Regions from separate parts of the Gossypium hirsutum genome. Here regions 1, 3, 4 and 5 are each linked to region 2. The links are chromatin contacts, called in public Hi-C maps. All regions are on one chromosome and are shown on one strand. The core of a region is the stretch at or near the end of the contact, and the rest is flanking DNA. Distances in the headings are between cores, read along the strand shown.

What was found. A called contact is a pair of places that touch in the nucleus more often than the background predicts.
Region 1: a Hi-C map of leaf shows a contact between it and region 2, with 2.5 times the contacts expected there. The contact joins the promoter of LOC107886463 here to the promoter of LOC107886472 in region 2. A contact is called at or near these places in 5 of 34 Hi-C or Micro-C datasets (callus and leaf).
Region 3: a Hi-C map of leaf shows a contact between it and region 2, with 2.1 times the contacts expected there. The contact joins the promoter of LOC107886437 here to the promoter of LOC107886472 in region 2. A contact is called at or near these places in 2 of 34 Hi-C or Micro-C datasets (both in leaf).
Region 4: a contact with region 2 is called in a Hi-C map of leaf, with 4 times the contacts expected there. The contact joins the promoter of LOC107886462 here to the promoter of LOC107886472 in region 2. A contact is called at or near these places in 10 of 34 Hi-C or Micro-C datasets (callus, hypocotyl, leaf and 1 more).
Region 5: a Hi-C map of leaf shows a contact between it and region 2, with 3 times the contacts expected there. The contact joins the enhancer-like site here to the promoter of LOC107886472 in region 2. A contact is called at or near these places in 4 of 34 Hi-C or Micro-C datasets (callus, leaf and petal).

Annotation. Positions count from the first base shown.
Region 1 is chrA03:92,242,632-92,245,818 of Gossypium_hirsutum_v2.1, forward strand. LOC107886463 (meiosis-specific protein ASY1) reads right to left here and starts at 1,837. Exons shown (of 23, transcript XR_005916284.1): 1 at 1,646-1,837; 2 at 1,482-1,538; 3 at 782-878; 4 at 618-686; 5 at 427-519; 6 at 207-333; 7 at 28-97.
Region 2 is chrA03:91,255,196-91,258,508 of Gossypium_hirsutum_v2.1, forward strand. LOC107886472 (squamosa promoter-binding-like protein 2) reads left to right here and starts at 1,391. Exons shown (of 5, transcript XM_016810441.2): 1 at 1,391-1,620. It overlaps LOC107888070 (4-coumarate--CoA ligase-like 1), which reads left to right. Exons shown (of 7, transcript XM_016812237.2): 7 at 1-197. The coding sequence ends at 49.
Region 3 is chrA03:90,531,535-90,535,117 of Gossypium_hirsutum_v2.1, forward strand. LOC107886437 (probable ribose-5-phosphate isomerase 2) reads right to left here and starts at 2,010. Exons shown (of 1, transcript XM_016810396.2): 1 at 649-2,010. The coding sequence starts at 1,694. The coding sequence ends at 912. It overlaps LOC107886436 (protein PIN-LIKES 2), which reads left to right. Exons shown (of 2, transcript XM_016810394.2): 2 at 1-384. The coding sequence ends at 199.
Region 4 is chrA03:92,093,499-92,096,946 of Gossypium_hirsutum_v2.1, forward strand. LOC107886462 (REF/SRPP-like protein At1g67360) reads right to left here and starts at 2,087. Exons shown (of 3, transcript XM_016810426.2): 1 at 1,736-2,087; 2 at 1,404-1,637; 3 at 642-1,181. The coding sequence starts at 1,942. The coding sequence ends at 738.
Region 5 is chrA03:92,042,587-92,046,249 of Gossypium_hirsutum_v2.1, forward strand. No RefSeq gene overlaps it. Among protein-coding and RNA genes, the nearest start is that of LOC107886461, 42 kb to the right of the region's middle. Within about 2 kb of position 1,890, at least 4 of the 9 cell types and tissues checked have an H3K27ac peak or open chromatin away from gene starts, as enhancers often do. A contact at or near this core is called in leaf, where this site is marked.

The DNA.
Region 1 (3,187 bases), core at 587-3,086, 990 kb after region 2:
TTAGAAAGCTTATTTGCTAAAATTTACCTCTTCAGGCATCTTATCGAGAGTTCTCATCAATTGAACCAGAGTACGGACCATTTTACAAGCAGAACTCCTGAAATTTTACGTTGTTATGGAAGTTTTAACTTAAAATTTCATCTTTAAACAACAATTGGTAGAAAATTCAAGATTATACTGGGTTGAATGAATCGAATTTTTATCACCTCATTTGATTGGGAGTAACTTCAGTGGTGGAGTTGCAGATGAATGCTCTGCCATGCCTTTTGCTTCCAGTGCGATTAATATTCATCGAAACCTCTTGGGTATCAGAATTGGAATAGCTAAAAGAGACTGCATTGAGAAGGGATACTCAATTTGTTAAATCAAGAATCGAACCACTAAACTTTGAATACGGTTAGAAAAACGGTGACTCGGAAATTTTACAGGAATATTCCTCAATCATTGCTCCATCTATTGATTCGCATATGCAGAACAATAGTGTTTTCAGGTACTTTTTCTGCAATGCATCATAGACACCTGGGAAGAAGAGATAAATGATCGAATAATTAAATTCAAGGATGCGACAACGATGAAAACAGGAAAAAGAAGTGAAGAATCAATGGAAAACAACTTGCCTTTCTCCATCCAATCAATCAGTCTACGAGACTCTGCATCCAACGGCATCAGCTTCTTGATCTTCATCTCTAATGATATTTGTTACGATTTTGAAGAAATTAGCCAAAGAGGTTTTGGAAATTTTAAAATGAAATTTGTGAAAGTCTTAGAAGATGAAGCTTACCTAAAGCAGGGACGGATTTATCGTTGAAATAATTTTCTGGAAAAAGGCCTCTGATATAGCTAATATTGAAAATAGCAATACGAAGCAAGTTCCTCGTCTGTCAGGAGAAAAATCAATACACAAAGATGAGATCAAGTTAAATATATTTATAATCAAAGCTTCAATTCCAAAAGCTTCTAGGTCTAACTATGATAATAAAAATAAGAACTCGGGTCCATTGTGCAGCAAAATTCACGAGAGAAACAGAAAAACAGAGCAATTTTCTCGCGAAGTTGCGATGAACTATAAGGAATCAGTACTGAAAAAAAATTTAACGGCAGGCATTACCAGCTATGAGAAAAATTTTCATCGAAGCGACAAAGCAAAATTAAAATGTTCAGATCTGCAGACTATTGGTACATAAAAAGCCTTTAATATCCAAGTTTCCTAGAGAAGTTAAATTTCAGCAAAAAACGAGAACAGAGATTTTGGCTTCTGCCTACGTTGCATTTATCAGATTGAGTTTATCGATGCACTCAAATTTTTGAAGATAAAAGAAGGAACTATATTACGATCAAACAGGAAAAAAACAGAGCAAAAATTTATGTAGCGACTAAGTATAGAACAGCAAACAAGCAAACTTAACGCTGTGTTGAGACATCAAATCAATGCCAGGGGAATCAAAGAAACGAGCTAGAACTGGATAGTGGAAGTGTTTTACCAGAAGGAGAGAATCTTGCTCGGTGATCTCCGCTTCTTTAACCTTCTGCGCAACAACCTGACAAGATAAAGCGGTACAAGTTATAACGAGATTGGAGTAGAGAAATACAAAGAAAACGTGAAATCGTGATTATGGATAGGAAATGCTTTGATTTTAAAGCCCACCATTGTTGTAGAATTTTGATTGAGAGAGCTAAGAACTCAAATGGCAGAAAGCGAGGATAAAGAGAAATTTTCAGAGAAAACTAGAGTGTTTGGCTTGGAAGTTTGAATCAAATTAGAGAGAGAGAGAGAGAAAGTAAGTAATGGCGGGAGAGAAATGAGCTTGGAGAGTTAGGGAGTCGCTATTTATAGAAGGTCGGTACATGAAATTTAAATTTTAAGCACGGCTAAATTAAAAATGCAGATGGTGTGTTTGAACTGTAAAGTGTGGTGATGAGGGATGAAATTGTTATTTTACATGAACATTAAGGGCGTTTTGGTCTTGGAATGCTGACGTGGCAGCTTCAGCTTGGCCAATACATCATCAACTAAGCACTGGTTGCCGGGACTTGGAGTCCGTTGAAGCACCGTACCCGCTCTGCCAATGAGAGACAGTTACATGAAAACTAGACGTCCGCTGAGCACCGTCGCGAGCTTGCTCATGAACCTCCATTTTCCATTTTCAAATAAAATGAAGGCTTAATCCATTGTTTATCCTTTTTTTTTAACAAGCGAGTAAATTCTAATTCTAATTTCTCTATTTTTTAAAATTATAAAAATAATTAAATTTCAATTTATGATTATATTTCACTCAAATTCGAGATTTAATTTATATATTTTAATTTTAATATAATTTAGTATATCAAATTTTACAATATCATTAGTTAATTTGAATATTTTATTCTAATTAGAATGGTGATATAAATTTTTAATAATTAGTAGTACCGTTAAATTTTTTTATTAAATTTTAGTCAATTACAATTTTTTTATTACATAAATAATAAGTGTTTTTTTTGTCAAAATTATGCATAAATGTTATAAAATAATATATAAAAATAATACACATGATAAGATACAAAAGTAATGCAGGAATGTACATAAAGATGCATAAGATAATACACAAACAATGTTATAAAATAATACATAAGGATAAACACAAGGTTTGCAATGCATAAGTGAATAAATAAAATAATGTTAACCTCAAGAAATTCATAAAAATATATATAATTATCATCCTTATTATCCTAAAGAAAGAATTTATGATCATAAATTATTGTCGTATATATATCATGCATTACATAAATAAAAGTTATATATAGTACATAAATTCAATACATTAACTCTACGTTTGGTTGGGGTGAATAGAATAAGGGTATAATGGAATAGAAATGTAATGGAATAAAGTTGTAATAGAACAGAACTGTAATCAGTAATTTAATTATTTGGTTCAATGGAATTGAATAGAGCTGTAACAATATTTTTATATTTGGTTGGAATGGAATAGATGTTGTAATAGTATAAGGAAAAATATTTAAATGACCAGAATACCTTTAGTAAAATTTTTTTAGATAAATGATTATTGTTATTGTTATTAAATTTTAATAAGATTATTATTAAATATAATTTAATAAAAAGTAAATAATTTAATCATATTTTAACACAATTATTATTAAATATAATTTAATAAAATAATATATAATTTAATAATATTCTTAATATAATTAT
Region 2 (3,313 bases), core at 141-2,640:
GAAAGATAAGATGATGGAAAATATGCCCAAACCCCCTTCCTATTCCTAATTCCAACATTTCCTTCAATAAAATCCCTTTCTTTTGAATTACTCAAAGTAATCCATCTCATTGTTATGATCTTATGTTTAAAATGAAAAATGAAAATGCTTGCAGTCTCCTTATATATAATAATATTAATAATAGCAATATGTTACTATCTCTGTTTCTGCAACTTGATTTGGTAGTTAAGAGGGGACAAAGTGTCAATGTCAATAATTGTATATTAGGGTTTAGAAATAAAAATAAAAATAAAAATGTCAAAATTTGTTTCGAATAATTGTTAAAAGGATCCTAAAAGATTAGAATGACAAAAGCGGGTTTTGAGGGATAGGTTGACACCCATATTTGATTGTACGTACGGTGTAAGCTCTAGGTTGACAAATTTGCTCATATAGTAATTTAAAAATTATAAAATATGATAAAGTACCAGAGTTAATAACATATATAAATGACATAATTGTAATAGAAAATCACCATGACATTATATTTTAATACTGAGTTTAAAGTGAGAAAGATCCACCATCTAAACACAAATTGTGGTCCCTTTGATAGGTGAATTATTTTAATGTTTTGATGCTAGTATGATTATCATAATCCAAAAAATTGGACTTCCTTAATTATAATATGACAGAATATAGAATAATCAAATACCTCAATCTAATAAGGTACCTTTCGAGTTAGTTGATATATTTTAAAACAAAAAATAGAAAAAGGTTTCATTAACTTAAAATAATTAATGTTAAGTAGATTTTGCAGCACAAATTCTTAACTCAGGGATTGTAGGGATGATTTATTCTTTTTAATATTTTGAATTCTGACCCCACCTTTCCAATAATCTGCATTGTTTTATTATTAATCAAAATTTTTTTATGTATTTTAATTTTTATATTTTTTTTAAATTTTAATTTAAATGGGTGTTAATTTTGTACTATGCTTAAATTCTTATTTTCTAATTTTTGTATTTTTTAAAATTTGGAATTTTATTATAAGATCAACATTAAATTTATTTATTAATACGTAGCTTTTTTATAGGTAAAATTTTAATTAACAATTAAGAGATTAAAAATACAACATCGGATAATATAAAAAATAGACCTAATATTAGTTGGGCTGGCTACTTGTAACTGACAAGAAAAAGGCAACCCTTTCATTACCGTCCAAAAAACTACTACTCTATAGTCCATACTCCATAACCTGCAAAAGTTGCAATGCAATCAGCTTTTGTACTGGCACGTGTCATTATTTTAAATAAATTCTACCTAATTTGATTTCTGCATTAAAAAAAAAGTTACTGCAGCAGTAATAATACAACAAATAAATAAATAATAATAAAAGGAAATAATTTCTTCCAAAAAAGCTAGGCTTTAATTATTTTTTGCCCCACTCAGCACCTCTTTCGTTGTTTGTCCTTCCATTTTCAGTCTGTGAAAGAGACCCTGACTCGGTCTCAGACTCAGACTCGGCTGTGGGCTGTGCTTTGCTGTGCCTTGCTGTGCCTTATCTCCTTTCTTTTTCAAGATCTTTAATCCTTCTGCTCTTTCTTTTTCTATTCTTTCTGCCCAACATTGAAGTACGCATCGGTAAGTAACTCAATCTCACCAGAAAGCATTTGCCTTGCCTTTTCTTTCTTTCTTTCTTCTTTTTTTTTTATATATGTTTTCACTTTGTTTTTACTAAACGCCGTTAATAAATAGGAAAGATAAAACAGAGATTTCATTTTGGATTAATAAAGAAAGCAATAACGAGGTACTAGAGTTTCTAAAAATGGGGAAACATCTCTTGTTTTTGCGGCTCAATTGAAACATCATTTTCTTCCTATCTTCTACCTTTATTATGTGAACTTGTTTTAACTTTAGAAAGGAAAAAAAAAAGGTAAAGTGCGTTTTTTTTTATCGTTATGGTTCCTTTTCTTTTCTTGTTTTCTGGGGAAAATCAATGGAAACGACTGCGTTTGTGTTTGTTGAAAGGGTTCCTTTTTATTAATTTTTACCTTGTATTTCTGGCTGAAAGCTGAGTAGAATTTATTAAAACATTAAAAGGAAAAACGATATGACGAATGATATCTAAGAAGGGGACCAAATACTTTCTATTTTTTTTTTAGTAAAAATGAATATTTTAGTTTATATGTTTGTTCTGTTTCTGTTTCAATGCAAAACTTCATATATATTGTATGGAGAAAAAAAATTATGAGTAGAATTTCTTTTTTGTGTATTTTTTTGGTTGACATATATAGTATTTGTTGATTGATTTTAATGGTTCTCGTGGGGGTTTGAGTAAAAATGGTTGTTGGGATGGCTTTTTATACATCAGTAAATTGTTGAATTTATGGTAGATATTTTTCGGTACAAGAATTTATGGTAGATTAGGGTTTCATTGAATTTTGTTTTGTACAGTAGTTGTGGGTCTGATTCAGGGACCTACTTTGCAAGATTTCCCAGATAATCGAATGGGAATTATTGAAAGTGTTAGTGTTTTTAGACTAGGTTACTTGATTAAAAAGTGAATCCTTTTATTTATTTAATTTTTGGGTTCCTCTACTTGGACGTTATTACTGCTTCTTAGAATTATTGAAGATAGTGGGGCGTGCAGAGAGAGAGGGAGGGAGCTGCTTTGTTAAAGAGGCTAGACCGGGTAGTTTTTGTTGGATGGGTTGATAGATAAGGTAAATTCTTCTAGAGTTTTGGTGGTGGAATTTACTGCTGATGTTGAAGGTTTATGGAACACTACTATGCTTTTACTTGGGGTTGAAGATCAGCTTACATTCGTACAAGACTCGTATAGAGAGACAGTTTGGAATTATGGTGTCAGTTTGTTTGCGTTAGCAATAATGAATGGATGAGAAAAAAAGCTCTACTATTATTCTAGTTCGAATCTGCAAGGTCCAATATAACATACTTTTTGTCTTTGCTTAAGCTCTCTTTTCTGTTGGATATTGATATCTGCATAAAAAAATGCTCGGCTTGAGAAGTGATTGCTTTGTTTAGTCGAACCTCTCTACTACTCTGGTTGCGATTGTTTTGCTAAGTGGATTTGAAGTGGCATCAACAAACCTTTTTTAGTTTAAACTTGGGGAAGGGGTGGACTAAATATTGTTTCGTTGAAGTGGATAGAAAATTTTCTAACTTGTACCACTCTAGATCTGAGAAACAGAGAGGGTTGGACTTTGATGCTGTTAGATTTAGAGTTAAGTTTTGAACTTGATATGCAGGGATTAATTTTTGTTTATCAGTTGTTTTGCGTGCTACGTGTCTATATGGATTCTTTGAATGGTCT
Region 3 (3,583 bases), core at 760-3,259, 720 kb before region 2:
AGCTGATGATGCAATGTACAGATTCGTGCTCTTGTTGCAATACACTACACCAAGTGCCATTTTATTGGGAGCCATCGCCAGTTTGAGGAGTTATGCAGTTAGAGAAGCTTCGGCACTTCTCTTCTGGCAGCATTTGTTTGCGCTGTTTTCATTGTCTCTTTATGTAGTGGTTTACTTTAAATTGCTGCCAGCTATGTAGCTTGATCGGCTACCATGAAAATCTTGTTGGTTAATATGTTAGTAGGAAACTGTTATCCAGAGTCAGTGCTGCTTGTCCCCGTTCCATTGAAAATGTAAGACGTTTGTCTGACTTGATTTTTTTGTTTAGTTTGTATGTTTTGGGACAGTAGTATTTGCCAATGAAGTTTGTGAAAACTTTAAAAAGTTTGCCCAACACAACTATGTTCACAGTTTATTTAGTTTAGCTCGAAATAAAGTCAAGCTATCAAATGAATTCAATTAGCTTGATCGAGCCTCTGAATTCAAAAACCCAATACTGAACTTCCATGGGATTTGCAATTTGATGATTCATCACAGAATTTTTTTTTTTAAAAAAGAAGAGTAATTGAATGCCATATTGAAGAAGATGATGAAAGACCTCTTTGCTTCAATGTCAATTTGACTATGGGTCAAAAATTCCAAATCAAATGCAATAATAAACCGATTTTGTGATTAAAATGATCATAGAACAGTTGACATTCATCATTCTCATAGTTCAGCTATTGCTTTCACAATCCTAACATCCCTAAATCTTCTCTTCCCTTAAATTTGTGTCCAAAACGAAAATAACAAAACTTGAGAAGACAAGACAACTCTTGTCATCAATCAATAAATGCCAAAAAAGGAAGAATCCATTCCCAGCTGCAATAGCAATTCCCTAATTATTAAAATAAAGTTAGTTTGAGTTTGTACTACTTATTCTTGATGGTGATTCCAAGCTCCCCTGCAACTATAACAGTAGTGGCCATAGCAAGAAACATGCCATGCTCAACCACACCAGCAATCCTCAAAATAGCATCGCTTGCCACCTGCAAATCCCCAATATCTTTCTTCAAATACAAATCCACAATGTAATTCCCATTATCCGTTACGAAAGGCTCCCCTTTACAATCATTCCTCAGCTTGGCAACGCAACCAGAATCTCGAAACAAGTTTTGGAGTTTTTTGGCAGTGAATTTCCAACAAAAAGGAACAACTTCGACGGGCATAGCCAAACCGCTGCCTCCCAAATACTTGACCAACTTGGATTCATCAACGATACATACAAATTTCTTGCAAGCTCCTTCCACCATTTTCTCTCTTAACAGAGACCCACCTCTGCCTTTCACCAGATTAAGATGCGGGTCCACTTCATCAGCACCGTCGATTGCCATATCAATGGTGGGGTGGCTGTCGAGATCCGAAAGTGGGATACCTAAAGAAATAGCTTGTTCTTGTGTTTTTTTGGAGGTGGGGATTCCTATGATGTTGGTGAGCTTGCCTTGACGAAGCAACTCGCCGATCCGGTCGACGGCGTGTTTGGCCGTGGAACCTGTGCCCAGACCCAGAACCATGCCTGATTCCACGAACTCAACGGCTTTGTAAGCGGCGATTTTTTTTAATTCGTCTTGGGTTAGGATAACCGGCGGAGACATAGGAGGAGACAAAGACAAAGCCTCCATGGAAGAAGCTTTTTCAGACCAAGCAACAGCCATTATTTGGGCGGGGTTAATCGGTAGCAAACAATAAAGAAGAATATATTAAAAATTTTGGCAAGTTAAAAACTAAATCAACCAAAAAAGTCAAAAGGGTATGAATAGTGAGAGAAAAAGCAAAGAAAAGAGTGGGAATTTTCTTTGCTTTGAAGAAGAAGGGCGGGGAGGCGAGCGAGGTATGAGGTATGAGGCATAAGGGATTGTTTGGGTGTAGTGTGAGTGGGCTGCCCTTCCTTTGCTTCTTATAAAACGGAGAATCCAAGGCCGACACAAAATAATAATACCAGAGAGATTCGGAAAATCGAATATTGGCTTTAGGTCAAACTTCATCCTAAGTTATTAAATTATACTTATTTTGGTTATTTAAATATTATAATTTTTTAATTAAATCATTGAATTATTAAATTCTCTTTTAAAAAATGTACTTTCATCGTAAAGCTTAAAGCAACCATTCTATGATTGGTGTCGTGAATTACTACTCATTAATAAGTAGAATAACATATTTTAGATTCAAAATAATTTAATGGTCAGTGTCGAAGATTTGAAGAAAAAAATTATTTTAATTTTGATTCATAAATTTGTAACATCTAAAATTATTTCATGAAAAAAATTTATAGCAGAGAAAAGGAAAGACAACTTTTGATTGGTGTATGTAATGTGAACAGAAAAAATTATATAACATTGATTTTAATAGTCCAGTGACTAGTAATTTTTTTAAGTTAAATTACCAAAACAAAAATTTACCTATAATTAAGTGACTAATAATTTAATTTACCCTATTTTTATTTAATTAGTATTATTATTCAAAAAATAAAATATATTTACACAATAACCAAAATAATAATTAAATTGTAAATATCTCAATTTTGAAGATTTAATTTTGATATTATGTTATACCTAAATTGGAGTTCCAAAAATAATTAAAGAAATAAGCAAAAGAAATAGACAAGTTGCAAGGAAACGCGTGGGGACTTAAATTACGAATCTCCGCATATTGGATGGATTTGTCGGTGTCTGAAGGAATTTGTGAAAGTGGTGTATTACTATTTTGCTTTTTATTTTCCGCAAACTCTCTTAATAAATAGAAAAGATGAGGAGGCAGGCGTGGCGTGGCGTGGCGTGGGGCATGCATTTCCAACTTTGAAATCTATGATTTGGTCCACCAAACATTTTAAAGGAACCGTGGGGAACTGTTGTTCCTTTTTGCATGATTCTTGCCGCGCTCCGTATCTACAGCAATTGATGATGTTCTTAAGCCAATCCCATTTGCCTAATCATATACTACAAATATTCATCCAAAACCTTTTACACTATTTTCCCAATAAAATAGAGTCAAATCCTACAACTATTTGATATAATCAAAAACAGTAAAATTTATGATCAAATTAATTTTTAAACACAATGTCTAGAATTACTTATAAATAGGATACGTTTCAATACACTCAAATTTACAGTGTCCATTCTTATCGAATTAAAACTTAATCAACTATTAAAAATTAATTTTAGTAAAACATTGACTGTTTTCTTGAGTTGCGTAATTCAATTACGCTTTCTTTATTTAAACCCCAACAAAATCACTAGTAATAATCCGAACAATGTTATGTCTTATATATGAAAGCTGTAGGAATATTGATCTATGTAGTGGATGACCGAATCAAGGAGCAGGATGTGTTGTAGTTGACTTTTGGAGAAATTAGTAGGCAACAGCTCCTTTGCAGTGCAAATAGCGTTTTTAGGGAAAATGTTCATTATTCTCCACCGCTACTGCCTTTTCTCTTCCTCTGTTCAAATCAAACTATTACTAATAGAATCTATTAATATTTTAAAATCTTTAATTGTTAATTTAATGCACTTTTAAATTTATTGAATATTCAAAAAAAAAAAAGAAA
Region 4 (3,448 bases), core at 837-3,336, 840 kb after region 2:
CAATTAAGTTTAATATATACTTATTTCTCAAGCAAAAATCAAACTTGATTGTCACGGTTGAGATTTTTAGTAATAGAACTTAAAAATTCAATTAACTGGTAAATTATTTAAAATTAATTAAATTCATGTCTTTTAACTATTTGTTTTTATTTAATTTATATTATACTTAAAAAGAACATTAACCCTAAAGTATAAAATAATTATCTTAAATTCACTAACTGAATTGATAGAAAAAATAGCTAAAAAACCATATTTTCTATTTTGAAAATAATTTTATTTAAGTATTAACATTTTTAATTTTTTCATCAGAAATTATCAAAATATGATTTAACAAAATTTTTAACCGAAAAATTACCTAATGTCAGTGATAATTGAATTGAATTTTTAATTTCTAAAAATACAAAAGCTAAAACTCAAATTTTATGTAAATGCAAGGACTAAAAACAGATTTTAACCTTTATTTTTTCACCAATAGGTAAACCTTTATTATTTAAAAAAATGCTTAATTTAATTTTAAATTAAAAATAAATAACTTTTTAATCGTATGTACTCATAATCTAATACAAGCTGGAAGATTGAAAGTTGAAAAGGGCATATCATGAAATCAGCCACAAATTCAGAGAGCAAACATATCAGACATCTAAACGAACCAAGTCATATTAGATTCAACATGTAGCCAATTTACAATGGCAAAGCATCACATTGCCTCTCTACTAACACACTCAGAAACCAAACACCTAATCTGAATCTGATTCAGATTTATGATCATCCGCATTTGCTTTCTCTTTTCCTTCAGCTTCCTTAACAGCCTTCCCAAAGGCATCAACGGGAATCGATGGTAAATACCCAACCACAGGATAACCTTTTCCGCTCTTCTCCTTTAACCAACTGTTGTATTTCTCACACAAATTAGCTGCTTTGGGAACAACCTTTTCTGTCACTGAGTTGAAAGTCAAGTTGCTGTTCAGTTTAACCCACAACTTGGTCGAGCTTACCAACACCAAGTTCTTGTACTCAGCTGCAGCGTAGTGCAAAGCCCCTCGTGCTCCATTGGTTCGAGCCTCCTCTACTAGTTTCTGAGCCTTTTGGGTTGCCTTTTGGACCAAATCGTGGGCCAGGTTAACCACTTGCTTGGCTGGTGCTGGAGCATGCTCGTCAAATTTGTGTGAAACCTCATCTACCTACGGTTATTTTAATCAAATACGATAATAAAGTTAGGAATAAATTGGTTCACGCTAAACTTAACTTTCCCCATTTTTAAAATATTAGATTTAATCCTTACTCTTCCGATGAATTTCAAAATACTAAAATTACTTGCTAAACTTAAAGACGAGAAAGAACTAATCAACAGAAACTTCTGATCAAAAGTTCCAAACAGTGATTTTTTCTTAATGGGCGAATACCTTGTTATCAAGAAATCCAAGAAAATGATCAGGAACATCCTTAAATTTCCCGTAGGCGGGACCGACGGCAGTGGTAACGGCATGCTCGACGGCGTCAACGGTGGATCTCAACGGCCCCGAGTTCTGTTTAGAGTAATCGTAAAGGTTCGAGACGCAAACCAAGGCGTGGATTGTAGCCACCCTGACGAAGTTTAGGTGCTTGAGGCCTAAATTCTTGTTCTCAAACTCTAACCCCTAAAATTTTAAATCAAATCACAAACAAAAAAGCTCTAAGCTTAAATTTTGAAAATAAGGGAGAAAGGAGGAGAAGAAGAAAGAAGAGATCAAAATACCTTCTCCATGGTTGCCATCTGTTTGATGCAAGTATTCTTTGCTTCACTTTTTTGAGAGAAAATAAACGATCGTAATCTACGGTGTAAAACAAGTGCAATTTTATTTATTTTATAGATGAATTCATATGGGATGTTAGATGAGATCCAACGGTTTATATCGGATCTAAGGATATCACAATGCCAGAGCGGGCGGTTTTCCAATTTCATCTTTCTTTACTTTTCTGGGAGCAAATAGAGGATTCTAGAAGGACACGTGGAAGGATCTTACTTGGTGGAGATGCAATAATATCTAAGGGAACCATTTTCTTATTCTTGGGCGGTCTGTTGTGAGGTCCACCCATTCCCACACCAATTTTTATTCTATCTAATTGCGCTGAATATTATTAAATTATTTGTAAATTATATTTTAATTATTTAATTTTAAAAATTTTAAAATAATTTAAAAGTTTTTATTTAAGCTATTGAATGATTAAAATAATTATTGTATAACTTTTTTCGTTTGTATTACTTGCACAAATTGAAAGATTTTCTTACTCTTTCTTTTTACAGTTTAATTTTTTTTAAAAAATAATGTTGAATGTTATAAATTTCAAACTAACATTCAAAAAATATTGTTCTTTAATTTTTGACATTAATTATCAAATTAACTTAGATATAAGATATGTTATTATACTTATTAATAAATATTAATCTATTTTATTGATCATTGAAGTGTCACTTAAAATTCACTAATCAAATTTTTTTAAAAAAATTTAATAACTCAATAACTTTAAATAATTCAACCGCTTTTGTGTCTCATTTTACTTTTGGAACTCAAAATTGTGATAGGAGGGAAGCAAGTGTTGAGTCGTTAAGATTTAATTATTAGATTTTTTTTTACAAAAATATTATAATTTTATAAGTTGTATTAGGTTGTGTTTTCTATATTTTATATAAAATTGAACATATTAATATATATAGGAGAAGAATCGGAGTTGTTTAGTGTTTTGGATTGGGATGTGAACTACAGATTTAATATCAATATATTCTTTTATTATTATATTAGTGGTTAATCCTCGATATATTAATAATCAGGGTGTGCTATTACATGAAAAATTACTTAAAAATATAATTTCTCAAAAATGAACTTATAAATTTTTTTTTTATGTTCGGATGATTTGGCTTTAACAAAATTTTTACAAAATCTAAGCTTTGAACATCAAAGAATACTCGTTCAAAAAAATTCTTTCTAACATAATTTTATTTATTTTTGAATTAAATAATAATTATTTATGGTTAAATACAAATTAATTTACATAAACAACCATATGTATATATTTTAGTTAAAACATGCTCCAAATTATTGAGCAATGACCAAACACAAACACAAATTTCATTTTCCAAACAATCATAAAATTATTAATAAGTAGAAGGTAAAACATTTCCAAAATGTGAGGCATTTTATTACATGCAGAAGTAAAAAAATTGAGATACACTCTGCTATATCATCTGAGTAGCTCATGTTGAGTGACAAAATAAAATAGAACAAGACTGAAAAATTGCAAACTTTGTACTAAACACTACAACCACTTACACAACACATATAACTCATGGAAACATATAACTAACAGCGGGATTAGTACAAAGAGACAGGCAAAAACTGGCATTTTAAGTGCATTTTTAACAGCTTTAATGGCATTCCAATCAGCTTGGAACTTCTTCCCATCCTTTGTT
Region 5 (3,663 bases), core at 640-3,139, 790 kb after region 2:
AACTTCTATACAGCTTTTTCTTACTACTTGTATTTTATTTTAATAAGAATTTGGTTCACAACTCTAACAGAATATATAGCTTTGGCTAGGCTATTATTGTGTCCACAAAGGTTTAGCCCGGACAGGTAACTTGACACCTATGTACATGATTAGCTCGGATGAGCCTTGGATGTGAAGCGTACCTATGTTTTAAGTTCTTTTACGATGTTACATTGGGTATCATAAAACATGCGAGGTATGAAAGTGTTAACATATCATGTTGCGTACTTGATATTCTGTATGATTAATAAAGTGACCGCACATATTATGTTGAAAATGAATGGGAATGAATCAGGTATGAAAATGTTAATATATCATGTTGCATACTTGATATTTTTTATGATTGATAAAGTGTTCACACTTATTATATTGAAAATGAATGGAAATTAATCAGGTATAAAAATGTTAATATATCATGTTGCATACTTGATATTCTGTATTATTGATGAAGTGTTCGCACTTACTATGTTGAAAATGAATGGGAATGAATCAGGTATGAAAGTATTAATATATCATGTTGTGTACTTGATATATTATATGTTGATAAAGTGTTCGATCATTATGTGAAAATGGTTTTGGTTTGTTTGGCAAACCATGAATGCATATTAGATTAACTTTTAAATTGTGTGCGAGGTAAGTTGATGGTTGGCCTTGTATGAGCTTAGAAAGTATTCATAATACTTACATTTACTGTAGATTTTGTACATTCAAGTCGCATCGATTGGCTCTACAAGAAGCTCACGCTATCCACTCGAAGATTTGGTAGACTTGGTTAATTTAGTTTAGGTTGTGGCATGTATATAGGTGGCTATGAGTATGTGAACTTATCAAGTTCGAAGTTATTTATGTTTGTCTTTTGATGTTGAAAATGAAAGGGGCACTAGTCTATTTCTAGATACATATGCATGTAATAGTTTTGTATCCACAGAGATGTTATTTGAACAAAGCATAGGATTACATGCGTTTTAGTTTATCATTCCGCAGTATAGGAATCTGTAGGACATTCTGTCCGCAATTGAACTATCCGCAAGAGAGTCCGCCGTGTATGTATTAAGCATGTTGCAGGTTATGTGTATTATGTTCTGTGTGTATTGTAATTAATGCGAGCCTTATTTCTGCGAACCTATTAAAAAAAAAGATCATTCAGGTGATCGGTGGTCACATCCCGTAGCTTATGTTCGATGATCGGACCAGGTGAAGGGTGTTACACTATCATATTGAATTAGAATTGAATAACAATTTAATATTTTTGTTTGCGTATTTATTTCTTTTACCAATAATTTATATTGTTCTTATTTTTTTATCTTTTAAGTTATAATAATAACTTAGTTAATTAGTGAGTCGAGTAAGTAGTTGAGGTCATTCATAAACATTTTCCTTTAGGTTTGATTCACAAAATTCATAATCATTTATATGGACTAAAAACATATGGAACCATCTTGGGGAACGGATATGGTGAAGCGGCTATTAACCCAAAGGGCCTGAATATATAGACCCAACACAAAGTTGAGCACAGTGGGGTTTAGATGAGATATAACCCCCAAATTTGAATACAAGTAGAAAAACGACCCAATTGATCCTTGTAAAATATGGGCCATAGGGACAAGAAAACATGTGGTAGATAAGATAACTCCTTTACGTTTTTCTTATTTATTTTTTATTCTTTTTAGGATTAAAACATCCTTAATTGTTTGGTAAGAAAGGATCATGAAGATATATTAATGGATGCCACAACTTCGTTCTTATCTGTTTTCACAAATGGGGGCGAAATCATAACCCCCAATCTTGTGTCACTCTGAAAGTAGATATAGGTAAGCCCCACGGACTTAATATTCTATTGTAACGTCTCCATCTATCTCAACTTGCTTGCAGCCCCCATTGCAAATATTTTGTTTTATGCATTTTCCTCTTCCTAATAACACTATCCTTTGGATTTTATAACTAGGTTTTTATAATATAAATGGTTTGAACTCATGTCAAATTAGTATTTGACAAAAGCTGAATTTCACAAGAGTTAAGAGCATAAAATAATTATATATTAAAATTATTTTTATTAAATAATTTTTAATCTTTTACTTTATCAAAATAAATCTTAATCATTTTATTTGTAATTATAGGAATTTCCATATTTACATTTTATATACCTTATTTTGTCCAAGAAACCATGCTTTTGTTTTGAGGAAGTGTGTGATCAAGCAGTAAAATATAATCAAAATCAAACTTGAGGGTTTCGCAAATCCCAAATTTTATACAAAAAGCAACATGTAATTTTTACCTTGTAAACAAGAGATAGAACATGATATTTCCATTGCAATAATTATGTTTTCCGTTAATGCAAAGGAATCCAAATTCTGGATTTCCCACATGATTATCCACACAATTTGAACCCCCTCACAAAGGATAAAGCACCCCCTACAAAATACACAATGTTTGGTAGGTTTCCTCCCCCCACAACCATGTTTTTAGACCTTTTTAAGGAAGCAAAACGGTGGTTATACAAACATTTAAGACAACTTAATCTTAATTGTTGTAATCACATAATAATGTTTTGTTTGAGGTCTACCAAAAACATCAAAGCATGCTAGATTAGAATTGGGAAATCTATTACAAGAAAAACATGGTGTTCCATGCCTCGTTTTTACTTGAAAAAACAGTTGGATTCCCCCCTATTATACCTTTTTTTACTTCTTTTTTAATTTCATGCAGGCATGTGCTTGCTATTAGTGCTTGTAATTATAACTGATCAAGATTTGTTGCAAACAATAGTTATATCTGCTTGAGAATTACAACTAAAGGATGAGCAGCAGCAGCCTCTGAAAAAAAAAATCATAGCAACATGCAAAATCTCTTTCAGACGGGAAAGTGTGCGGTCAATCAGATTCATATATTTTCTTCTTCAGGTCCTTTTCCAAACCTTAGTTGCGGAGTCAAGAAGCAAAACATTTATACCTTTATACTCATTTCTAGGGTTTAATTATCCACGTCATTATTTTACGATTTCAATTTTGACTGTCGTATGATAAACCCGTAATTATGGGAAAACCGTAATTTAAATCCCTAGTACGGCATGATTGAGTTGTATAGGAGGTAAGAACAGCCCTCATTGGCATTGCTTAGTTGTTGTTTCTGAAAGTACTAAATTATGGGAGATTTGGTAGTTATAATGACCAAAACAACTTTGCCGAACCCTCTTAAAAGAAAAAGTGGGATTATTGTGTCGGATTCTCCGCCACTTGCTGGCCCCAGGATGGATCATGTTGTTTCTTTCATCAGCTTATGTTTGTAGCACTCATTATAATTTCACATGCTACCAACATTATTATTGTTGTTAGATAAAACAATTACAAAATTTGGAAATCTAATTTCGTTTTCTTTTTAACCAATCGAATGCCATTACTGACCCATTACACAGTTGAGTGTTTTGCAAGTACTGCTAAAACTGAATCAATCTAATTTTGATTTTTAAGGTGTAGACACGACATGTTCTTTAGCCAATACTTCCCTTAACCTAGGCAACTTCTTTTTACACCCTCGACAACCTTTCATGGTGGGGTACAGTAAATTTCTGGCGTTTGGGTTTTCCAAAATTCGTATTTCATGTTATTCAAACTTATATTCTTAGAA